Regions from separate parts of the Mus musculus genome. Here regions 2, 3 and 4 are each linked to region 1. Evidence: chromatin contacts called from public promoter capture Hi-C data. All regions are on one chromosome and are shown on one strand. The core of a region is the stretch at or near the end of the contact, and the rest is flanking DNA. Distances in the headings are between cores, read along the strand shown. Region 1 holds the start of Pelp1 (proline, glutamic acid and leucine rich protein 1). Region 2 holds the start of Derl2 (Der1-like domain family, member 2). Region 3 holds the start of C1qbp (complement component 1, q subcomponent binding protein). Region 4 holds the start of Kctd11 (potassium channel tetramerisation domain containing 11).

Region 1 (6,095 bases), core at 2,150-4,649:
AGCCAATAAATACCAGAATAGATGTTCAACCTCTTCAGCCATTAGGGTAGCACAAACTGAAAGACAGGAGCGGTGTCCTGAATGCCTGTAATTTCATCAGTAAGGTGACAGAGGCAGAAGGATCAAGGTCATCCTCGGAGTGGGAAGCTCAAGGGTAGCTTGAACTGTGTGAGTCTCTCTCTCTCTCTCTGTCTCTCTCTCTCTGTCTCTCTGTCTCTCTCTCACACACACACACCACCACCACCACCACCACCACCACCACCACCACCACCACCACCACTAGAACTTTACAACAGTGAAAATGTACTTCATCCTAGTCCATATAGTTATTATCAAGAAAACTACCCGTGCCAGCATGCCGGTGAGGAAGAGGAGGAAGGAAGGATGCAAGTGTCCCCTTAGACACTGCCAAGGAGTGTTAACTTAGTCCAGCCGTTCCTGAAATCCACACAGTGGTGTTTCAGAAAGTAACAACACAACTATTACGTGACTCAGCTATGCTACTCCTGAGCACCTGAGCACACACTGCTGAAAGCGGCAGGTGGCAGAAGAGCTGCCAGGAACCCATGTGCACCGTGGCACTGCTCACAGTAGCTAAGTCACAGCATCTAGGCTCATCAAGGAAGTATATTCAGCTGTGACGAAGAACAAAAGCATGTCACGTGCAGGAGTCAGAACTGAAGATCATCATGAAACCAGGCAGATCCTGAACACAGGGTCATGTGGGCTTAAATGTGTAGAATTTAGGATTCTTTTTTCAAGTTGTGAAAGTCACTGTAATAATTGGGAAGAGAAAGGGGGACCAGTGTGTAGGGAAAGCAAAAGTCAAGAGAAGGTGATCGTTGTGAATATAACTGAAGTAAGTTATTTACAGACATGGAAATGTGCCCATGAGAGCCGGGTGTGGCGGTACAAGCCCATAGGCCCAGAACTTGGAAAGCTGAGGAAAGAGCACGCTGGTGAGAGAGTCTAAAGCAGGATTCATAGTGAGATGCTGTCTGAGGTGTTGGAGCAGGCGGAGAGCTGGGTGTGGTGGTGGTGGTGATGAATCTTTTAATACCAGTACCCAACAAGCAGAAGCAGGGAGATTGTGTTAATCCCAGTAAACGAGAACAAAGATCATTACCCAAATTCTTTTAGTTGAGTTAAGCAAGCTCATATTAGCCCCACAAACTGCAAGGATAGGAGATTTTTCCAAGAGTTTTTGGTTATGTAGGAACTTGCCAGACCATTTCAAAATTATTTGGCAGAACATCTCATCAGGGTGGAGATTAGGGTATAGGGTGTGGAACATGTCAAATTTCAGAAAATAGGTCACGGCATGGTCAAACCCAAGTCTCATAGAAGACAGGATGAGCTTAGTTTGACCTTGTAATAAGATGGCTTTCAATCTTAAGATGGAGTCAGGCTGGTTCATCATTTGCTGCAAGCTTGAGGTCAGCCTGGCCTACATAGAGAGACCTTGTCTCAAAGTACCTCCAAAATAAAATCTCCTTTCTCCATGCCTCTGTCTCTGTCTCTCTCTGTCTGTCTCTGTCTCTGTCTCTGTCTCTCTCTCTCTCTCACACACACACACACACACACACACACACACAATTGAAATGGAAGAAAAAGTCAAAAATAAGGACCAGGATTTAGCTCACTTGGTCAAATGCCTACGGAGCATGCATAAGGCCCTGGGTTCCAGCCCTAGCACAGAGGGAACTGGGTGTGGTGGCACAGGCCTGGGATCCCAGTGCTTGGGAGGGAGAGCTAGGAGAGTCAGAAATTTGATGCCATCCTTAATTTTTATTTATTTATTTATTTATTTATTTGTTTATTTATTATATGTAAGTACACTGTAGCTATCTTCAGACACTCTAGAAGAGGGAGTCAGATCTCATTACAGATGGTTGTGAGCCACCATATGGTTGCTGGGACTTGAACTCAGGACCTTTGGAAGTGCAGTCAGTGCTCTTAACCACTGAGCCATATCCCCAGACCCCATCCTTAATTTCATAGGAAGTTACCTTCAAGGGGAGGTTACCTTGACTTTAAAAGTGTGTGTATGTGTATGTGTGTGTGTGTGTGTGTGTGTGTGTGTGTGTGTGATAGAGATTGGAAGAAAAACTTTTCTAAGAATGGCAACAAGCCTGTCGGCAAAATTGGAAGTCTGTGCAAAGGCCTTGGAATTGATGTTGCTGGAGGATAGAAAGAAGGCTAGTTTAGTCCAAGACTAGGAGAAGAAACAAAACAAAACAAAACCTCAAACATCTCTCCACCCCTAAAACAAAACAACAAAAGACCAGAGGAAGAAAGAAGTGCTTGTACAGCCTGAGGTCAGGTGGTATAGATTCTAGTCTGTGTAGGGAAATATTCTTATCTTTTTTTGTTTGTTTTTTTGAGACAGGGTTTCTCTGTGTAGCCCTGGCTGTCCTGGAGCTCACTTTGTAGACCAGGCTGGCCTTGAACTCAGAAATCTGCCTGCGTCTGCCTCCCAATATGCTGGGATTAAAGGCGTGTGCCACCACCACCCAGTTAATATTCTTATCTCTAGAAGCTACAGAAGGACTCTAAACTGGGAAGGACAAGCTTTCTTGGCTCCAATCTGTAATGTCAGCATTTGAACTTGTGAGCCTGAGGCAGGAATATTGCCACATCATGTCTGAGGCCAGCCTGTTAAAAAGCAAAAACAACAAAACAAAGAACTGGCTTATATCAGAAAAGCCCAATTCGGCTTTTGTGTGGTGTACAGACTGCAGAGGGAGGAAATAAGGCAATGCTGAGGCCTTTGAAAGTGATAGGTTAGCCGGGCGTGGTGGCGCACGCCTTTAATCCCAGCACTAGGGAGGCAGAGGCAGGTGGATTTCTGAGTTGGAGGTCAGCCTGGTCTACAAAGTGATTTCCAGAACAGCCAGGGCCCTGTCTCAAAAAACAAAACAACTGTGTATAGTAATGTAAATACACAAATGACTGTGGGTGTGTCTTGGGGACAGAGTGACACCTCTGCTACTTTGTGGCATGTGCACTGTTTGAGCTTGTTTTTCCATTGTTGGAAAAGCAGTTTAGAACGTTCCAGATTTCAGACTTGGGGTTGGCTCCTTAGATAGGATTACTAAGCCCAGGGAGAAGGTGACCAGAAGCCACGCTGGACTGAGATCTTTCAGACTCCCGCGCCTTTCCTGCAGACCACGTGTCCGGCCTGCGCAGCAACGCCTCCGCCCCGCCCTACAGCGCTCAGCCCGGGTTAGCAGTTTGCAAGCCGCCCCAACGCTGGCGCTCGCCCACATTGCGCATGCCCCCTCCTGCCGCAGGGCGCCAGCCCTCATTCATCCAGCCCAGCAGGCCGCAGCCCCCTCCTCAAGACCCCTCCCCGAGCGGCGTGCGTCGCACTTATGTTTGCGTCATCACGCCACGCCATTGCTCGAGCCTGTGAAGATGGCGGCGGCCGTTCTTAGTGGGGCCTCTGCGGGCTCCCCAGCTGGGGCTCCTGGCGGGCCCGGGGGTCTCTCTGCGGTGGGATCCGGCCCGCGTCTGCGTCTGCTGCTGTTAGAGAGCATTTCCGGGTTGTTACAGCCGCGAACGGCGTCCCCCGTGGCCCCTGTGCATCCCCCAATCCAGTGGGCCCCGCATTTGCCCGGGCTCATGTGCTTATTGAGGCTGCATGGGACGGCAGGTGGGGCGCAGGTAAGTCTGTGGCTCCCGCGGTCACCGTGGAAAGGCTGGTGAGGCGGCTGGGCACCGTGGTCCCGCCTTCCTGAAGCTGACACTGGAGCTGTGAGCTCGAGGAGAGCCGAGAGTGGAGAATAGAGCCACTTAACCATTGAGGACGCGATCCACAGACTTCATTACCTGCGCGTTCCCCAGAGCAGTATTAGGCCCCTTTTCTGTTAGGTCATTGATAAGCACAAAGCAATGAAGGGGCTCGGTTCCATCCCAGGTCCCCTGACTAGTTCAGTCCTCAGCGAAACTTCTTTTGGCGGCGTTTTCCCAGGGTAATTGAACACAAACATTTACTAGCTCTCAGCCAAGGGCCTACCCCTTCCTACTCGGCGCTCCAATTCCAGTCATAGTGGCGATGAGCAAAATGCCATAACACGAAACTAAATCTGGTATGAGTTTCCTAAACCGGTGTAGAGAGAGTATTTAGAGATTTCTCCAAAAGACCTGGAGTTTAAGATGAACAGGGGTTAGGTAGTGAAAGAAAATTAGAAGGGGTAGTTGAAACGTTAGAGGAACACTCGTGTAGGACGGGTTGGAAAATGAGGGCAATGTTTGGGTTCGGGGTTTAGGTGGTTAAAGAGAGTGGGTAGAGTTGAGGCTGGTGAGGTAGGCGGTAGACAATATGTTGTCTACCTGGTTAGGAGCCTGTGCACAAAATATTCACATGCGTTCAGTTCCTACAAGCTAGAAACCCAAGTGCCATCCTCGATATGTGGTTTCTTACACACTTCCATAAGCAGTCTGTGAAGTTCTGCCTTTTTTTTTTTTTTTTTTTTTTTCTTATGGAGGCAAAGTCTCACTATGTGGCTCTGGCTGGTCTGGAACTATGTAGACCAGGCTGGCCTAGAACTCCCCGAGATCCAGCTGCCTGTGGCTGGGCATCCGCCATCTTGTTCAGCTGTATGTGTGTTTATGTTAGTGGTTATGGGCCAAGGGTAGCAACGGTGCACACATCAAAGTCATAGGAACGTTTAGGTCCTAAGGTTCCTGTGTCAAGACAAGGTCTCTTGCCAGTGGTGGACTGTCTAGCCCGAGTGTTTATGTTGATGCTCTTTGGTTTTACCTTGTGTTTCTCAGTAGGGGACGCTGCGATTATAGATGCTTATACTACTATGGCTGGCTTTCGGATGGGCTCTGGAAGGCAGGATTGGGTGGCTTATATTCATTGTACTCCTCAGACAGTTGGGAATACTACAGTTAAATCTGCCCTCCTAATGGTCTTTTGTTTGTTTTGTGTGTTTTAGAAATCTCTCTGATTTTTTTTCAGTGACCTGAGTTTTTGTTGTGATGCACTTTTACTTCAGTAAGCCCTGCACACATGTGCACACGTGTTCCCCAATAGGCAGTTGGCACGTTTCTATAATGTTATGTCCTCTTCACGACTGCTGTGATCTACTGTGGCTATCACCTGGGCTTTGGGCAGCCACTTGTGCTGCTTTCTTCCTGGTGTTACCTTAGAGGTGTCTGCGGCCTCTCTGTCTCTCTGTCTCTTTCTCTCTGACATACATTTATGCCGCAAAGCAGAGAAAAGGGGAAAAAAGCAATTCCTAGTGAATAATGCACTTAGATTTATGTGATGCATTATGGGGGAGTAGCTGTTGACCACTCTGGCCGTTGAACGTGCGTTTTATTATCCTTTGTGTGTAGAGATCGTGGAAAAGCTGTATCACTAAGGAGCTGAGTGGGTCTTTTTGTTTCCCCTGGCAAATGCTGAATAAATGTGAACCTGTGGGGTTTTTTTGTTTCTATTTCTATTTTTTTAGGTTTATTCATTTTATGTATATTTTGCCTGAATGTAGTACACGCACAAACGTGTGTGTTTGTATACTTGGTGCCCATGGAGGTCAGAAGGGCATCAGATCCACTGGAACTGGAGTTGCAGATAAGTTTGAACCACTACCTGGGAGCTGGCAATTGAACCTGTGTCCTTTGCAAGAGCAACAAGTGTTCTAGCCTTTGTTTATGTATTCCTGGCTGGGATTATCTGTGCAGCCCTGGCTGTCCTGGAACTTGCTGTGTAGATCAGGCTGGCCCCTGCCTCTGCCTCCCAAATGCTAGAATTAAAGGCTTGTGCTATTACCAGCACCTGACTTCACCTGTGTTTTAATGTCCAGTCAGGTGAGTCAGGTGTGGGGTTCCCACTTGAGTCTGGTCCCTAGAACTCACTCGTGTCTTGGTTTAGGAGCATTTGGGTTGTCTAGCTATGGATGCTCAGCCCGTGTTGACCGTATGGATTGTTTGTGTCCACTTTCCTCCGTCTGGGAGGTAGGCTGCCAGCACCTAAAGCAATGCTTCTCCTGGAGTAGCCGACTACATGTGTACTGGACAGATGGATGGACACTCTCTACATGTGTACTGGACAGATGGATGGACACTCTCTGCCACCTGACTAA
Region 2 (6,095 bases), core at 1,571-4,070, 610 kb before region 1:
GATCTATAAATCAGGGATACATTTAAGAGACTTTGTTGGGAACAAAGTCAGAAACATGTCATATGATATGACCTTAAAGTCAGAAGAGTCTGCATTATAATTGGAATAAACTTTTAAAATTCTTATTTGGCAGTTCCTTTATCAGACCTCATCCATTTAATTTTGTCTTTTGTTTACTCCTCTCTATTCAGTCAGTAGGTCATCTGAAAATATTCAAGTCTTTCAGTTTTATACAATAATTTTTTGGTTTGTTTGTTTTTCGAGACAGGGTTTCTCTGTATAGCCCGGGCTGTCCTGGAACTCACTTTGTAGACCAGGCTGGCCTCCAACTCAGAAATCTGCCTGCCTCTGCCTCCCAAGTGCTGGGATTAAAGGCGTGCACCACCACACCCGGCTATACAATAATTTTTGAAAGAGTTGATTTTATTGTTTATGTGTATATGCCTTTATATGCACATGCCACATGCATGTATGTGCCCCTGGAGGCCAGAAGTGGGTGTCAGACAGGCTGGAGCCAGGGTTATACTGAACATGCGCTGTAATGCAAACTCAGGTCTTCTGGAGAAGCAGTCTGGGCTTTTTACTGTTGAGCCATGACCACCTACACACAAGAACCACCTTTTAGACACTGTGTTATAAGAGAACAGCTACTCAAGACTACAAAATTTAAGTGGAACGTGTATTCTGTGTCCATGTCTTCACTCACCTTGGTTATGAGACTAATTCATTCCTCACTACTCTAACACAATGACAAAGTCATCTAAGTAGGGCGATGTGGTTATTTAGTTATCCCACCAAAGGACGCAACCTTAGCATCATCTGTTCTTGTATAATCAACGTTACAAGTTTGAGTTTATAAGGATATTTTTTTTGCTCCTAACTGATGGGTTAGAAAACTGGTTTTGCATATGTAGAACTATGCAAGAAAAACATCCTTTATATTTCAAACTAGGGTCTCAAAACAGGTCTTCATTTTCACTTTAACTGCTAGGAGCCTTGGAGGTATTAATTGATCTTCTAATCATAACAGATGGATGATGGAGATTTTTCTATACTAACTTCTGGGGGACTTGTTACTTTATTTGCATGTATAATGTCACTAAAGATTGCCAAAACATTCTCAGAATATCTAAGCTGTTTTACACTCACTTGGAGTAGACCAGAACTTCTTGTATCTACCAATACTCTAACTTTTGTGAATTTGGTAGTCATAAACTTGTTTTTCTTCCCTATAGAGCTAAGAGTATTCCCAGGGCCTTTGTACATACCAGTACGCACTCTAGCACGAGATTCCCAGACCCACACTGTATTTTGAAGACTAAGACCATATGGCTTCGCATACTGTTTGGACACTGAAACTACCTCCACCTTCCACCTTCACATATGTTGTTTCTATTGAGATGACTTTCCTAAAGACTGTATTTTCATTATCTGAATAGATTGGTCATCTGTTACAAATTACCCAATCAACTGACCACTTGCACCCTATAATTCTCTTAAGTTTGCACTCTAACTTTGCCTCCAAGTTTTCACCATTCCTGGATTGATGCGCCATGATTACATAACCAAATACCTACATCCAAACTTCCAGTTTTGAGAAAAGTTCCAATGTTGCCTTTTCTCTGTTGGACACTGCCAATGCTATAATGAGGCAGTAGCTATAAAGATGCAGTTTTACCAACAAGTTGCTAAGACCACTCCCCAGTGTTTGCTCCCATTCTACGTTGTCCACACTGGCCTAGAACTTCAGGATGGAACAAATCCTCTGGCTTCAGCCTTCAGAGTGGCTAGGAGCCACAGGTCGGTTCAACTACTTTCAGCTTTCTAGTCTTCCTTCTAAATGCCATTCTCTCCAACTTTTTACTTGGTTCCTACCAGTCTTGACGGTCGCATTTTTTTGTCCCACAATTTTTAAAGCTTCTTTATAACTTACTGAACACGTCTGCCACGGTCAGGATAGTCTTTGCTCCAGCCCAATCTAATTCTATTTTCTTTCCTTCAAGTAAGCATGCAGTAGGCGCAGATTCCAGAGCCAGTTCGAATACACATCCCTGAAGAACCGCCTCCGCTTTCCCTTCATCTACCGTCTCTTCTCTGCTAGATTAGAGTTCCTGCGGCTGAAGATAAACATGAGAGGTCCTCACACCGTCTCGACGAATGTAATGGACTTCAGAGCCTACGACCGCCACAGACAAGGCCCAGAAACCGCAGAACGGGAAGCGCTTCCTTCAGCTCCAGCTCCCGTACTACCCCGCGGCCGCGATGCATGCCGGGAACTCTAGGTCTCCGTACCCAGGCCGGCCAGACCGGAGGGATTCCCTACAGAACGCTCCGCCGCCCCGACGCCACTCCTCGGTCCCGCCCTTTCCGCTCCTCCTCGGAGAGCACACAGCCCCTACCGAAGCGATCCCGGGAGTGATGGATTCCGCCCCACACCGGCTTCCCGCCACTTCCTTCAAGCTACACTCAGCGGCTGGAAGAAGGCGGTAACACCGGCTCCTCCGAATCGACTGAGACCTGCCTCTGCGAACGAACGCCAAGGCGGGCTGGATCGCACTCCTGATTGGCTAGCCGTGGGTCAAAAGGAGCCACTGCGATTGGTAAAAGGAAGGCGACAAGGAGGGAAAGCTAGCTGTGGCCGGCAGGGATTGGCGGACGGAACTGGTCCTTCTCTCTGCGTTGGTAGGCGGAGAAGTAAGGATGGACCGACGCAGAGGCGCAACTCTTGATTGGTGGGTGAGCGGCCCCAAGGCGCCAGCGATTGGTGGCTGTCCGAGTACGCAGCGCTGATTGGACAGGAGTGGGTAGGCTGAAGGCCAGCTTTGAGTCCGCCCCGCCGCCTGGCATACTGGCGGAAGGGGAAGGGGGGCAGGCGCGGTGGGAAAGATGGCGTACCAGAGCCTCCGGCTGGAGTACCTGCAGATCCCGCCGGTCAGCCGCGCCTATACTACCGCCTGCGTCCTCACCACCGCGGCCGTGGTGAGCAGCTGTGGCGCCACATCCTCTTTTTCCAGGCTAGCTATGACTGCGTCTTCAGAAAACGGGTTTGGGCCGCGGAGAAGCCCAGTGGGTCTGGTCCCAGGGGTGGGTGGAGACATCCGGAGCTGACTCTAGGGTTTGGGATATTCCCAAGGGTGCCAAGCCAGTGACCTGAGAAGGGTGTGCCCCTTCGTGAAGGGCCAGGTCAGTTTCAGACAAATGAAATCCAGACCTGTAGTGAATCAGAAGTGCGGGAGCCGCCCACCCAAAAATGTGTCTGAGAGGTCCAGGTGACTAGTGGGAGTGAGGTCCGCTAGGTTCACAGACTATTATATTGAGTATAGAAATCTCGAGCTATCTGGAAACATCTTTCAAAAGACGGCCTATGGATATAAGTGTCTGGCCGCTTGTACCTATCCCTAATGGTAGCAGGGTCTTAGTTAAACCCCTTATTCCGAGTTGTCTCACCTAGCTGAGGTGGTGACCACGTGACGCACAGATTTGTAAAAGATGCTGTTGGCTTGTCTCTAAAATATGCTCACCCGCCTGCCTTATAGCATCCTCAAATATTGCAACATCAAACTGACATTGTGTGTTTATACAAAACGGTTGTGCAAATTCTAAAGAATCTCTTACCAGCTGTCACAAGCAAGACAGAAATGTATTCCAAGGGACAGAAATGATTAGATCTACTCATCCTTCGTGGTTCATGATGAAATTTTGTTTTGCGGTTGATCGGCTTCAAGAAGCTCTTTTTCCATTTCAGCAGTTGGAATTGATCACACCTTTTCAGTTATACTTCAATCCTGAATTAATTTTTAAACATTTTCAAGTAAGTGGTCTATATAGCAACTGTGATTAATGTTTTCATTATCTTTTTTTTTTTCGTATCGTTTAGTAAGTAGTAAATCCTGTGAAATAGAGTCTCAAAAAAAATAACCCAGTAGGGGAATCTCTGATTACAGGTCTTTTTGAGATGTAAAGAGGGCATTCCACAGCCTGGTTGGACTCTAGAATGGTTTGAGAGCTGCTAAGTATTTGGGAACTCCTTATATACCAAACTAGAGTTGCCAGGGGGGAGCCAGGTGCAGACAGAGCAAGCAGGAGGATGGCAGGTGCTGGATAAGCTTGAGCTAGAGAGAGAGAGAGACTGTCTTAAGAACATAATTTTTAGTGTGTCTTTGATGTGTTGAGATTTTATATTTGACTACAACTAGTTAAGAACTAATGTGGCCATAGTCCCAGCAGTCAGGAACCTGAGCCCACCTTGAACTACATACCAAGGAATTGTCTCAACACACAAACAACAGGAACAACAACCAACAACGACAACAACAGTAATAATAATGTGATCTGAGAATAGACTGATGAGCTGGCTGCCCAGGGAGTTTCACAGGATAGCCAGCCTTATTTTGTGTTTTTTCCACCCAGACACACCTACCTACCACTGTTGTTAGTCCTCTTGGGCCAGCTCATAAACTCAGTTCTGGTACAACTTTAACATTGATCTGTCTTCTAGAAGTCAGATTATCCTAACAAAAGTCTTATACCATTATCTAAAAGAGAATGTGACTTTCCAGATTATAGTTTGAAGAAGTCTTTTTTCCAGTAATTAAAATGCTAAAGAGATGTGTGTTTTCGTGCCAGGATGGTCATTTACACTCTAGGTGAAGTGGCTGTAATTCTGCTTTGTTGATGCTTTCCCCTGTCCCAGATGTGTTACACTCCCCTTGTACCGTTGAACTCTAGCTTGCCTTTCAAGATTCAGCTTTTGTGTAACCTCAGATACTTTATCTGTTAGAGCCTCTCTCACCTGTCAGTGTCCTCACTAGGATGAGAATTCTATAAACTCTGGATTGTTTGCATGTGAATAGAATGCTGGCTCCTTTTCACACTGCTGTGACAATATCTGACAAAGCAAACTTAAGAAAAAAAAAGGGTTTATTTTGGCTTAACAGTTTGTTGGTAAAGTCCACTGTGGTTGAGAAATTGTGGCATCCAGAGCTGCAGGCAGTTGGTCCCATTGCAGCCAAAGCTCTAAGTAGAGGTGCTCAATTCACTTCCTTCTGTTTAGTTGTCCTAGGACCCCAGCCCATGGAATGGTGCTCATCGGTGTTGTCCTTTCCACCTTGAGTGACTGAGTCTAGAAACTCCCCCACAGACATGCCCTGAGTTTGTCTTGAATGACTAGATCTGTCAGTATGAATTATCACAAGTAAATTACCAGTGATGAGGGTTTCAGGGTGTATAAAGCAGTCGGTCCTCTGATACCTTGACATTGTCACATCAGGATGCTTGTGGCCTTTGCTAGGACTGCTTCCTTCTGCTTTGTTTGGCTTAACTGCCTAGGGTCAGGTTCTTTGTTTTGTTTTTGTCTATTTTTCTAGATCGTTTATCTTGTAGCTATGGCTGGCATGACCCTCATGGTGTCCTCCTGCCTCAGCCTCTTGGTGTGCATCATTGTGCTTTTTTTTTTAAAAAACAGAGTCTCTTATGTAGCCTGGCAACTCTTGAGCTTAATGGCTCTCCTGTGTTCTTCCTGCCTGGACTCCTTAGTGCAAGGATTATAGACATAAGCAGCCATCCCTAGCTAAGGTCAAATTCTTGCATTAAGTTTGGAACTAGGAGTCTTCACCTATCTGCATGTCCTTGGGCAAGCTATAAGTTTTAAAATTCCTTCTATGTGAAGTGAGGATGGTCACCCCACCTTGCTTGCTTATCTCACATATGATAGTAAATTTTGTAAAGCTTTGTGAGTAGTTGTATGTTGAGTAGGTGAGATTGCCCCTGCATCTTTCCTTGTCTCTTAGAGCAGTAATTCTGTCTTGTACGGAAGTTGACTTGAAACCAGAACCTGGCTATTTATCCTAGAATCTTTCTACCAGTATGTTGTGGCTAATACAAAAACATTTCTTGGCAGCTTTACATACTGAATCCCTGAAATTTTTAGTACCTATAAACTCCTCATTTAGCACTCTGTTCTGCACACTAACCTACCTTTTACTCAGTAGCATAGTGTGGATTTTTGTGTTGTTAAATAGAAGATAATCATGATTTTGAGGTCTTTTTGTCCTATTGTCCATATTAATTTCACAGTCAAATTAGTATCTTGCGCG
Region 3 (6,095 bases), core at 1,121-3,620, 570 kb before region 1:
GTGTCTGTTGAGTCTGGTCTAGGCTTTATCTAACCCTAGCCGTGGGCAAAGCTTTTAGTCAGTGCTTAGGGCTGTCTGAGTACTCGTGACTACTTGGATAGAAATGGTCACGTTATCAACCTTCTGAAAGGCTCTCCGGAATGTGCTTTCTTTTTCAGTGTATTTTTTGTATTTATGCAAGGTTTATTTAGCCTTGCTTGGTAAGAGGAACTTTTGTATTTTGAAAAGAACATTCATCGTGCTAGTTAAAGAAAACAAGGAGGCAATATATTCCCCAGCAATTAACAGTTTCTGTTCCACTGTAAACTAACAGTAAACTATCGAGGTCTTTTCTGGGTCATGGGAACAGTAGCTTGCAGTGACTGGCTCCAGGGTGAGGCCTAGGACCTTACCCTGGAGGGACTGCTGCAGAGGACTGGGACCTCCCAGAAAAGGGAGTGATGGATACAGTTTCTAAGGACCCAATGTTTCTGTATAGAAATATGTTTATCATTCTAACATTGTGGGGGGATTTTAATAGAATATTTAGTTTTTTATTAAGCTTTTTTAAAAATTACTATTCAACACAGCTGCTCAGGGATTACATGAGGTGGGAGCCCCATTCTGACTCCACAGATCACTACGAAGAAATTAATGCTTATCTTCAGCCAAAGGGACAGCTCTCTTCAAGCTTTCTTAAGAAAGTGAAATGTTTTGTGGTTTTGCTGCAGTACAACCTGAGCTACTTTTCAAGTTGGCAAACTCTCCAACCTGAAGACTCCAGCCTGGACAGAATAGCCTCCAACAGACAGATGAACTTCCACAACAGCCCTGCGTGCTGCAGGGGTTTATCTTCTTGGTAACCGTGGCCTGCGACACCCGGGGCACCAGTTCCATTACCAGGATCCCTGTGAGAACATTTGCATCTCTTATAACAGGATTCCAAAACAGCAAAGTATTTACTGTGGCACAAATCCTTGTGCTCCAGCTACCAGGGTCTGTTTGGAACTGTGGCCGCGCATCTAAGATGCCATTCCTTGAGCACATAAACTAGACTATACCGGTGGGGAAACAATTCTCTATAGACTGCTGTAGTGTAGAAAACTGACAAGCGGATTTGGACATGTGCTCTGTTCTCTCTGGTCTCAAACATAAAAGAACAGTTCTAGTATATAATGCTCGAAATTTGCTTTTGACTATCAAATCCATAAAAACTGAATCTTGTATAATGATCTGTGTGGCCTCTTTTGTTGGGCCTCCTTTCCCTTATTTAAAGAATGCTGTTTAGAATATTAAACATTATTCTTACTGCCATTCATTCGATAAGTCTTGGTATCCAGCATTTACTTTTGTTTTTTTTTTTTTTTGAGAAGTCTTTTTCATGTGACCCTGACTGTTCTGGAACCTGCTGTGTAGACCAGGCAGGTCTCAAACTCAGTTGTTTGCCTACCTCCCTGATGCTGGGACTATAATGCATGAGCAGGGCTTTTGTTGTTTGTTTTGGGGTGTGTGTGAGTGATTTGGTTGGTTTTTGTTTTGTTTTGTTTTGTTTGGGGAGGGGAGTGGTTTTGTTGATTGGTTGATTGATTGATTTTTTTTTAAATACCTTTGAGTGTTTTGGTATCTGCTGCCCTGGAACTGAAGTTAGATAGTTGTGAGCAGGCATGTGGATGCTGGAACTAGAACTCTAGTCTTCTGCAAGAGCAACAATGCTCTTAATCACTGAGCCATATCTCCAGCCTCTTATCCTTGATTCTTTTTTTTTAATAGATATTTCAAATGCTATCCCCTTTCCTAGTTTCCTCTCCAAAAATCCCCTAAACCCTCCTCCTCCCCCTGCTCCCCAACCCACCCACTCCCGATTCCTGGCCCTGGCATTCCCCTGTACTGGGGCATATAATCTTCGCAAGACCAAGGGCCTCGCCTATGATGTAAGCCATATATTCCTGCTCCCAGGAAACCGATGGTCCATTAAAACTGGCCCATGAATTGTTAGGGCGTGCAAAGGTTTCCAACATAAATCCTTCATCCTGTTCTTGGGATTCTGGATCTAATGTCTAATGAGGCCAGGATGTCCACTCCACAGCAACTGCGTGCAGGTCAGCCTGGGCTTTCCAGAATTAGTCGGTTTCAGAAGATCGTTAAGTGATCTTTGAATATACGGTTTTGCGCGAGTTGGGGTGAACCTGAACGCATTCCGCGGTAACAAAGCTTGGTGTGGATTGAGAAAAGCAGGTGAATTGGGGAGAGTGGGCAGCAAGGGAGACATGGTGGTCAAGGTAGCTGAGTCAAGGCCTCCCCGACTGCACTGGCGGCTCCCAGCAGAGGGCGCGGTCCGGCCCGGATGACTGCAGTCCTCTGGGGTGGAAAGCGCTTCCCCGGGCGAGGGCGGGGCTTCCGGCAGCGCGCGAGGTCACACGGTGCCTTGGCCCGGTCGTCCTTCCCTCTGCACGTGTCCGCCCCGCGATGCTCCCTCTGCTGCGTTGCGTGCCCCGCGCCCTCGGCGCCGCCGCCTCCGGCCTCCGAACCGCCATCCCGGCCCAGCCGCTTCGGCATCTCCTGCAGCCCGCGCCCCGGCCATGCCTCCGGCCCTTCGGTTTGCTCAGCGTACGGGCCGGCTCGGCTCGGCGCTCTGGCCTCCTGCAGCCCCCGGTTCCCTGCGCGTGCGGCTGTGGCGCTCTGCACACGGAAGGTAAGGTTCACGCACCCTAGTCGGAGTGCGGCCACCCAGCTTGGAACAGACCCTCGTGATCGAAAGCTTCCCCCCCCTTCTCGCGTCTTGGAAATGTGGCTTAGCAAAGTCCGTAGGGTCGTGGTTTCAAAGTGTGGTTGTTGGTTATGTCTTTTGGAACCAGAAAGAGGATAATTGGGAATTCTTTTGTTTAATATGGGAAGTAATAGTAGTGAGTCCATGATAAGAAATAACCATCTCATGATAAATATCAGTTCAGCTCAGTAAGTATATCCTGCTCTTTTTATAGAGTGAGAAACGGACGTTTTAAGGAGTGATTTGGGCTAGTGTCGTAAGAATGGATACAGTCCGGTCTATCGGTAACCGGCTTTTCTCCCTTTGGGTCATCTTGGCTTTTCTTTTAGGAGACAAGGCCTTCGTTGAATTCTTGACTGATGAAATTAAGGAAGAAAAGAAGATCCAGAAACACAAGTCCCTTCCCAAGATGTCTGGAGATTGGGAGCTGGAGGTGAACGGCACGGAGGCTAAATTATTGCGCAAAGTTGCCGGAGAAAAGTAAGTGGCCCAGGGCTTGTATTCTGGGTTCTCAAGTCGGGAATCCCTGACTACAGCACCCTGTCCTGGCCATCCCCAGGAGAGCCTCAGCTTAGGCCCAGTACTTTGATAAAATGGCTTTTCTTTTTTGGGTTTGTTTGTTTTTTTTTTTTTTCCGAGGAAGGGTTTCTCTGTGTAGCCCTGGCTATCTTGGAACTCACTCTGTAGACCAGGCTGGCCTCGAACTCAGAAATCCGCCTGCCTCTGCCTCCCGAGTGCTGGGATTAAAGGTGTGCGCCACCACAGCTGGCCAATAAAATGGCTTTTAAGAAAGCATTTACTTGGAAAAGTTCTTAGGTTCCAGGGAGTGCATTCTCTGAATGAATACAGACTTCTGGGCTTGGTTATTAAGGAGGCCTGAAGCAGCTCCAGGGTGTGTAGAGGGGAGTCTGGGAGCCACAAGCGCAGTCACTGGCTTACTAATGAGGGATGCTGTGCCCAGTCTGGACCTAAGGGCTGGGACTTTTTTTTTTTTTAATGTTTAATAGTACTGATAAATTCATTTGTTTAGAACTCCCATCTGGCTTGTGTTTGTAGTAGTTAAAAATGCAAGGTATGTAACTTTTAAGGAAGAAGTTAGAGTGTAGAAAGGCCATCAGACAAAGGTAGAAGGTTCTTAGCCAAGCTTAGCTCTCGCTTTCCTAAACCGATCATTTCTGAGACAGGGTCTCTGTGTTGCTGCTGTAGAGCACAGACCAGCCTCTGACTCTTGGTCCTTCAGACACCTGTGTGCTGAGGTTGTAGGCACGTGCTACCACACACCCTTAAGACCGTTAAGCCCTTGTTTGTGCTGTTCTGTGTTACACAGTCGCCCACGGCCTTCCTTAGAGAAGTCTACTTGGACTCTTGAGTGCTTCTCTAGCATGCGTGAGGCCCCAGGATCCATCCCTGGTGCTTTAGGAACACAGTGTACAAGAAAGCAGTTTTATCCAGTGGGGCCTATAAGCCTAGTGGTAGGTGTGTGTGTGTGTAGATTAGAAAGTTCAAGGCTAGCCGGGCGTGGTGGCGCACGCCTTTAATCCCAGCCAGGCAGAGGCAGGCAGATTTCTGAGTTCAAGGCCAGCCTGGTCTACAAAGTGAGTTCCAAGACAGCCAGGGCTATTCAGAGAAACCCTGTCTTGAAAAGCCAAAAAAGAAAGAAAGTTCAAGGCCAGGCTGAGCAGTGGAGGGAGGGGCTCGCCTATAATGCTATCACCCTGGGAGGCCGGAGTAGGTGGATTTCTGTGAGTTCAAACCAGCCTGGTCTATGAGCAAGTACCAGAACAGCCAAGGCTACACAAAGAAACTCTCTCTTGAAAAGCCAAGAGAGGGAGACTGACTGACCCGGCTCAGCTTAGTCTGGGCTGTCACAGGTTGTACATGCTTTCTGGTTTCATCTTGCCATTCTTTTTTTGGTGGCAAAGTGGCAGCAAGGCATTGCCCAGATGAACTCCGGGAAGCAGCACCCAGTACCCTCTTGCTTGGGTTAGTTGGCCCTGCTGAATCAGTGTAGCCCTGGAACTTCTGCTTGCAGGTGTGGAGGCAAAGGAATTTTATCTGATTTCAGAACATGTGCTGTCACATAAGAATTCTGACCATCTCACATGGGCCAGGGTGCAGCCGTGAACTTCGGCCAGGCACGCACAGAGTACTTGTTTGAGCTCCAGAATCCCCCAGAAGGGGGAAGAGCCACTAGGTGTTTCAGTTCCTAGTTTGTGACTATGCAAAGTGAATCTGCTCTGCAGCACGTGTGAGGCTTCCTGGAGCAGATGGCTTCCCTGGAAAGACCCCCGGGACACCAGCCTGGCAGCTACATCCACAGCTGTAGTCATTTAATTTGTAGCACTTTGTATGAACACTTCAGAAGGTGTTTAATGGCCGTGTTGGTTTAGGCACCCAGGCTGGTTTTAAGTTCTGTTTAAGTCCTGGTGCAGCTCGCTAGGATGGAGACATTGTTTTAGCGTGCCTTCGCACCTGCCCTACCGCAGCAGGCCTCCCTCTTCCTGTGCTAATAGTGTACCTTAGTGTGCTTCTACTTGCCGTTCTAGGATCACGGTCACTTTCAACATCAACAACAGCATCCCTCCAACATTTGATGGTGAGGAGGAGCCCTCACAGGGGCAGAAGGCTGAAGAACAGGAGGTAAGCTAGTAACACTCCAGCCAGCCAGTCTTTCTGTCCGAGAAGGAGGAACTTTTTAGGTAGATTGTGCATGGACCATGTTCTCAGAGTGTGTGGCCCCCTGTAGAGCTTAGGCTTCATTATTGGCCTGTGTCCTCTTAATACAAAGGAGCTATGACCGCCCACCCCTGCCTGTGTGGGGTATGGGAGGACTTAGTCTACAGATAACTCTCATTGGGAGTGTTTTCAGTGTGAAAGATGACAAGTGGATGGTCAACACTCGTCGTGTGACCAAGATAGGAAGGCTGGGGTGGTGGGGCTTAGAGACTTTAAATTATGTTTATTTGTATGTTTGACGCTAATGTGTGGGCTCGTAGGAAGCAGTTGCATCCTTCTTACCATGTGGGGCCCGGGGTTGAACGGAGGCCTTCAGGCTTCAGCAGCAAACTCCTTTACTGGGTGAACCGTCACTCCAGCTCAACCTTATTTATTTTATTTTGGTTTTTGAGACAGGGTTTCTCTGTGTAGCCCTGGCTGTCCTGGAACTCACTTTGTAGACCAGGCTGGCCTCGAACTCAGAAATCCGCCTGCCTCTGCCTCCCGAGTGCTGGGATTAAAGGCGTGCGCCACCACTGGCCGGCCTTACATATTTTTAACATTTGACCAGTTGAAATGTTTTCCTTAAGTTGCTGCCCTCATGGCTGGATCTAGATACCCCACTGAGGGCCAC
Region 4 (6,095 bases), core at 1,327-3,826, 530 kb after region 1:
AACTCTACCCTAGAGCTCTCCCTGGGGTCTCCTTCCCATAGGGCAAGATAAATAATATAGACTAAGTGTTTGAAGTGTGATTTGGAGGTGGTGAATTAGATTTTTCGTCTGCTACTTACATGAGCTTTTAAACAAGTTGTCAATATCCCTGTGACTTAGTCTCCTCAATGTAAAATAAGGAAGCAGACCGGAGAGATGGCTCAGAGGTTAGGAGCTCATGCTGCGTTTGCTCAGGATCAGTTCCCAGCATCTACAAGGCAGCACATAACTGTAACTCCAGTGCCAGGAGATCCAGCGCCCTCTACTGGCCCCCTCATTCACTGCATGTGACACACAGACATACATGTAGGTAAAACACCTATACACATAAAATAAAAATAAAACAATCTTTAATTAAAAAAAAAAAGAGGGACAGCATGACTCATCAGGGTGCAGGATATGCTTTGGGGAGGGACAGATTTTCTCTGTGTAGCCCTGGCTGTCCTGGAACTCACTCTGTAGACCAGGCTGGCCTTAAACTCAGAGATTTGCTGGCCTCTGCCTCCTGAGTGGTGGGCTTTAGATTAAGACATGTGCTACCACTGCCTGGCTTTTTTTTTAATGTGCATTGGTGTTTTGCTTGCATGTATATATATGGGAGGGGGTTCCCTGGAACTGGAGTTACAGGCATTGTGGGTGCTTAGGACTGAATCTGACTCCTTTGGACGAGTAGCTGGTGCTTTTAACCACTGAGACATCTCTCCAGTCCCGGGATAGATTTAATATATGAGCATCTAAAGGTCGAGGACCAAGCCTGACACCTCACTGAGCCCTGAAACATCCAAAAATCCACCTCTAAAAATGCCATCTTCTTGATCTCTATGCAGAACTCTCTTCTGGCCTGCGAGTTTCTCCTCCAAAATGGGGCGAATGTGAACCAAGCAGACAGTGCCGGCCGGGGTCCTCTCCACCATGCCACCATTCTTGGTCACACAGGGTAGGGAGCCATGGAAATGGCACCATGGGGAGGAAGCTTTCTGGGAGTGAAATTGGGGGATGCCTGTTGCTGAATTTAGCTCTCTTCTCTAGGCTCGCTTGCCTGTTCCTGAAACGGGGTGCTGATCTGGGGGCTCGAGACACAGAAGGCAGGGACCCTCTGACTATCGCAATGGAAACCACTAATGCTGACATCGTAACCCTGTGAGTATGCCGAAGGGGCAGACTGATGCTTGGACAGTCCTCGTTGGGGTGAGACTAACGTCAAAACCTGACTTGGAGGGTGAGGTCTGGGGTGTGTGTGTGTGTGTGTGTGTGTGTGGAGAGGGGTGTGGAGCAGGAGCATGGACCAGTTGGGTGAGATACTGAGAGTTCACCTGGGGAGCCATTATTAGGACACCAACATTGCAAAAATGTTCGTGAGTGTAAGCTTTTATCTTTAAGCACTAGTTATGGACAGACATTTTTAAGGAGTGACACAACTCAAGAATTGGACAGAGGATGGGGATTTGGCGAAGTTCCAGGTCTTTTACTCCTTAATCCCCACCCTTCAGGCTACGATTGGCAAAGATGAGGGAGGCTGAAGCGGCCCAGGGCCAGGCAGGTAAAGTAACCACGTATTTCACCCCGACCCCGACCCCAGGTCCATACCGAAATGCCTGACCCCTTAGTACCCAACTGCATTAATACCATTGTTTATTCAACAAACATGTTTTGGGCACAGCGAACGTGCCTGACCTGTGGAACAAAGGTACTGTACTTAGGATGCACCCACACTTTAAAGTGCTTACCCTGCCAGGACCACCCCTACTGTGTAGCCCGGCTGTCCAGCCTCCCAGTCTTTCCTCTGATTTCCTTAGGAGACGAGACGTATCTCGACATATTCCGAGACTTCTCCCTCATGGCGTCGGACGACCCAGAGAAACTGAGCCGTCGCAGTCACGACCTCCATACTCTGTGATTCCAGGCTCCTCCCCACCCTGCCCCATTGAAGTCTCCATTAAAGTCTCTCAGCTTGGCTTCTTTCTTAGTTCATTTACTGTGCGCCACCTGGGGGCCCGGCAGAGTGTTTGGCACACTGGCCACCCAGGTGCGGGTAGCCGTGGTTACTCAAGAGGCTAGGGTTTCTCTAAAGGAGGAAGTTGACTAGCACCCGGTGGCTTGGCGGGAGGGGCTTTCGAGCCCAGGGGACCAGGGAAGCCACCGCGTGGGAACCTGGGCTCGCTGGGATGGCCCGAAGGCATCCCGGGAATGCGATGGCTCAGCATCCGCCCCCTCGGGAGTTCCCGACCGGGATCCAACCCGGAGACGTGGATTCTCTCAGACTAGAAGGATGGACTGGAGACTCCATCCTCGACTAAGTTGTACTAGTGAGGTCATGCACATCTGCAGGGAACGCGGGGCCGTCGCGGCCACATCCGCAACGAAGCCTGTGAATCATTCCACCCCCGCTCCAGTCGGCCGGTCCAGCCTGTTCGCCCCATCTCTCGCACTGGCAAGGCCGGCTCCCACCCATAGCAGAGCCCGGCCAGCCCACGGGGGCGTAGGGCGGGGCGCTAAGGGGCGGGACTGTCGCTTAAAGGGCCACTGACCGCTGCCCTTAGGCCACTTCCTGGGGGTGGAGAGGACCTCAGTGCCTGCTGCGACAACCCAGGAAGGCGGTAACGCCCGAGCCCTGAGACACTGTTCCCAACAGAGTCCCGGGACACTCTCAGCTCTGACTGCAAGAGCATCGCCTCTCCCAAGCCATACAGAACTGCTGGCTACCGGCTCCTATCAGTTGCGCCTCCATCTTTTGGGACACACGCCCCTAACCCTGGCTGGGCCTCTGAACAGGTCCTCGGAACCCGACGTGGACTCTACAACTACAAAAGCTCAGAAACTCAAACTGATCCTTTCAGCGTCCGACCGGTGCTCACCACCGTCACCTGCTGGTTGAATTTCGGAAACCCACTGTCTGAAGAGTACAGGAGGGAATCGCTGACCACGCACAATCAGAAGCGTCTGGACCAAAAGCTCCCTGATCCTGTCTGGCTGCCGTCTGTTCCTTTCATCGGTTCTTTCATCCTCTCGGGGATTTTTGTGTCCTGAAGCCCCCAACCACCACCAAAGTAGCTTGGGTGAGCTACAAACTTTACTGTCTTGTTCTCCAACCTCTGCCTCCAACTTAGCAAGTCTGAACGTTACCACCCAATTCTTTCCAAACCCCCAAATATCTGCTTTTTCCTTCTCCTTGCCTGTCTCTTATATTACCCAAAATTTCCCCCCCTCCTGTGTCCTCTTTACCCCCTTCCTTTGGGGGTCCCGTGACCCTAAATGTGGGGGGAACACTATATTCCACTACACTGGAGACCCTGACTCGCTTCCCAGATTCCATGCTGGGGGCCATGTTTAGGGCTGACACCCTAATGCCAGCCAACCTTAACCCGCAAGGAGATGGCCATTACTTCATCGACAGGGATGGCAAGGCTTTCCGGCACATCCTCAATTTTTTGCGGCTAGGCCGTCTGGACCTGCCCCGTGGGTACGGAGAAACTGCCCTTCTTAAGGCAGAGGCTGACTTCTACCAGATCCGGCCCCTCCTGGATGCCCTGCGGGAATTGGAAGCCTCTCGGGGTACACCTGCATCCACAGCCGCCCTACTCCATGCAGATGTAGATGTCAGCCCCCGCCAGGTGCACTTCTCCGCTCGAAGGGGCCCCCACCACTATGAGCTGAGCTCTGTCCAGGTGGACACCTTCCGAGCCAACCTCTTCTGCACTGACCCTGAGTGTCTGGCTGCCATGCGCAACAGATTTGGTGTGGCCATTGGGGACAGGGCAGAAGGAGGTCCACATTTTCGGCTAGAGTGGGCCTCCCGCCCCCAGGAACTCCCTGAAGTAGAGTATCAAAGACTGGGGCTGCAGCCACTGTGGACTGGGGGGCCAGAAGATCGTCGGGAGGTAGCGAACACGCCTACATTCCTGGAGGAGGTGCTACGGGTGGCTCTGGAACATGGCTTCCGCCTGGACTCTGTCTTCCCAGACCCTGAAGACCTTCTGAACTCTAGATCCTTGCGCTTTGTGCGCCACTGAGGGTGCTGCCCTCCACTTGACTGCAGAGGAGGGGGATGAGTCAGCCAAGGGGCCTGTGGCTCTTCTAAAACCTCTTTCTAGTACTGGTGTGGTAGCTATGAAAGTCAGGGATTCCACCATACCTGGCCAGAGCCTAGAGCTGGGGTTCCCAGATCGAGCTGCCCCCTTCCACCCCACAAGACTCACGAATGGTCCAGAAGGTCTACGCGGGGGCTTATCCTGGGAAAGCATCGTGGATTCTCTAGCCTGTTTTTGCTTGAGGATGGGTCCTCTGTATTCAGAAGTGTGGCAAAGTAAGATAGCACCTCTTTGCCCAGGCTAAACCTAGCAGAGCTCTGGCGGGTTGAGCACTAGGTGGGAGGACTTTGACTTATCAAATGTAACCTGCTCCCTAGACTGTGGTTTCCTTTACTGGAGCTGACATCTTATCCTACAGTAACCATTAAGAGGCCAGGACTCTCTGGGAGGTTTCTTTACTATGTTCCAAGCCACCTATTGTGGGACACTCCATCCTAGGGTGACATAGGGAGCAAGGAGAACCTCCATCAACACGGGGGCTAGAGCTCCCTTCTGGAATTCCAGAGGATCCTGTATGGAAGTGGGGCTGGACCATGGTGTCCAGAGGCCTCTTTCATGTGTGTGCGCCTGCCAGTCAATAGATCTGATGCTGCCTGGCTCCCTGCTGTCTTGGTTCCCATCAGTGTTGCTGACTCCTGTGCTTGTGTATTGGTCCTTCTGTGATCTTGGCCTGTCCAGGCCTGTTTGGGGTTGCTTAGAAACTCTCCAGGCTCAGGTACTTCTGTGGTATGTGTAAAAGCAGATTCAGATTTAGTTTAATCATAGGGTGTGTGTGTATGTGTGTGTGTGTGTGTGTGTGTGTTTGCATGTGTGTTTATGCCTGCGCTGCCACGTAGGCAGGAGGGCCTTGTTTGAGTTTGAGTCACACTAGGCCCTTCCTATGAGAGGTAAAAGCCTCTGGGCTTAGCTGGGCCTCTGAGACCTCTGGGAGCTCTTGGTTGCTGAGACAACCATGAGCCTGTTGCTAGGAAATAGCTGGGTAAGGAAGGCCTAAGGCTGTCCTGGGCAGCCAGGAGCTAGAGTTGGGAGAGTCGGGGAGGGTGTGGGAAGGATAGCATTTCTGGGTTCCTGGGCGGATGGGATACACACATAAACATGGTCATCATTGGGTGGAGTCATTCATCTATCACTGTGACTTACAAGAAGAAAAATAAATTGCTTTCAGAACCATGACGTGTAAAGGCCACTATCCCCTTGCAACAGAAACCCTGATTTATCCGTCCTAGAGATACGTTTTAGCCTCCAGTTCTTGGGGGCCCAGGGGTGGCTCTACCGGAGCCGAGGGGTAAGACAATGGCATTGTTCTGGATCAGTCTAGAACCTCCGACATGAAGGGTCAGAATCTGGATCTCAGAGAATTCTGACTCTTCCCTGGTCTGAGGGGGTCCAACTCCTTCCATACCCCAGCAGGCTTCATGTGGGTGCTGGCTCTGGGTGGGGCTTTCTTGGCCGTGGCCAAGGCTTGTATCTTCTGTCGTCTCCAAGATCATGCCTTGGCAAACCGCCTGGCTCAGCTCAATAACCAGACGAAGCCGAAGTGGAAATGGAAGGAATGGGCTTCCCCAGATTTCTCGGCCTTTGCCTTAGGTAATATCAGATATGCAAGGTTAGCTCAGCAATAGTCACCACTGGATCCTAAGGGGGCTGGCGCCCGAGCTCCTAGCTGTGCATCTCAGCCATTGCTTCAGTCCATAGCCCTTTCTGGACACACTAGCCTCTCTCTCTCTTTGGAAGAACTCTGTGCCCTAGGAAATAGGAAAACAAAAAAACAAAAGACAACACAAAACCCCCCAAAACTCTAGAGCCTACTCTAGCTCCTTCTTGTCCATCTCCACAGATGAGGTCTCAATGAAGCAAGTCACAGAGAAAACTCACCGAGTCCTGAGAGTCATAGGTGAGGTCTGGAGAAAACGGACACTTTGAGACTTAGGAAGACCCAAGACGAGACGGGATATGGGGGGAGGGGAG

The links. Promoter capture Hi-C pulls out the DNA fragments that hold promoters and counts their contacts.
Region 2: a contact with region 1 is called in a promoter capture Hi-C map of pre-B cells, with 2.6 times the contacts expected there. The contact joins the promoter of Derl2 here to the promoter of Pelp1 in region 1. A contact is called at or near these places in 3 of 39 promoter capture datasets (the C10 cell line, erythroid cells and pre-B cells) and 1 of 484 Hi-C or Micro-C datasets (pro-B cells).
Region 3: a promoter capture Hi-C map of pre-B cells shows a contact between it and region 1. The contact joins the promoter of C1qbp here to the promoter of Pelp1 in region 1. A contact is called at or near these places in 6 of 39 promoter capture datasets (the C10 cell line, the HPC-7 cell line, cranial neural crest and 3 more), 2 of 484 Hi-C or Micro-C datasets (embryonic stem cells and pre-B cells) and 1 of 115 datasets of contacts at active chromatin or transcription factors (astrocytes).
Region 4: a contact with region 1 is called in a promoter capture Hi-C map of liver, with 2.1 times the contacts expected there. The contact joins the promoter of Kctd11 here to the promoter of Pelp1 in region 1. A contact is called at or near these places in 2 of 39 promoter capture datasets (both in liver).

What each region holds. Positions count from the first base shown.
Region 1 is chr11:70,407,335-70,413,429 of GRCm38.p6, reverse strand. It overlaps Pelp1 (proline, glutamic acid and leucine rich protein 1), which reads left to right and starts at 3,399. Exons shown (of 17, transcript NM_029231.4): 1 at 3,399-3,666. The coding sequence starts at 3,418.
Region 2 is chr11:71,016,028-71,022,122 of GRCm38.p6, reverse strand. Derl2 (Der1-like domain family, member 2) reads left to right here and starts at 2,820. Exons shown (of 7, transcript NM_033562.4): 1 at 2,820-2,979; 2 at 3,746-3,811. The coding sequence starts at 2,887. It overlaps Mis12 (MIS12 kinetochore complex component), which reads right to left and starts at 2,512. Exons shown (of 3, transcript NM_025993.3): 1 at 1,934-2,512.
Region 3 is chr11:70,979,301-70,985,395 of GRCm38.p6, reverse strand. It overlaps C1qbp (complement component 1, q subcomponent binding protein), which reads left to right and starts at 2,370. Exons shown (of 6, transcript NM_007573.2): 1 at 2,370-2,671; 2 at 3,076-3,226; 3 at 5,293-5,386. The coding sequence starts at 2,446. It overlaps Dhx33 (DEAH (Asp-Glu-Ala-His) box polypeptide 33), which reads left to right. Exons shown (of 12, transcript NM_178367.4): 12 at 1-1,305.
Region 4 is chr11:69,877,466-69,883,560 of GRCm38.p6, reverse strand. It overlaps Kctd11 (potassium channel tetramerisation domain containing 11), which reads left to right and starts at 2,576. Exons shown (of 1, transcript NM_153143.4): 1 at 2,576-5,297. The coding sequence starts at 3,351. The coding sequence ends at 4,049. It overlaps Acap1 (ArfGAP with coiled-coil, ankyrin repeat and PH domains 1), which reads left to right. Exons shown (of 22, transcript NM_153788.3): 19 at 867-976; 20 at 1,069-1,179; 21 at 1,530-1,579; 22 at 1,836-1,994. The coding sequence ends at 1,936. It overlaps Mir6924 (microRNA 6924), which reads left to right and starts at 1,467; the gene lies at 1,467-1,529. It overlaps Tmem95 (transmembrane protein 95), which reads left to right and starts at 5,506. Exons shown (of 7, transcript NM_001195710.2): 1 at 5,506-5,714; 2 at 5,965-6,021. The coding sequence starts at 5,543.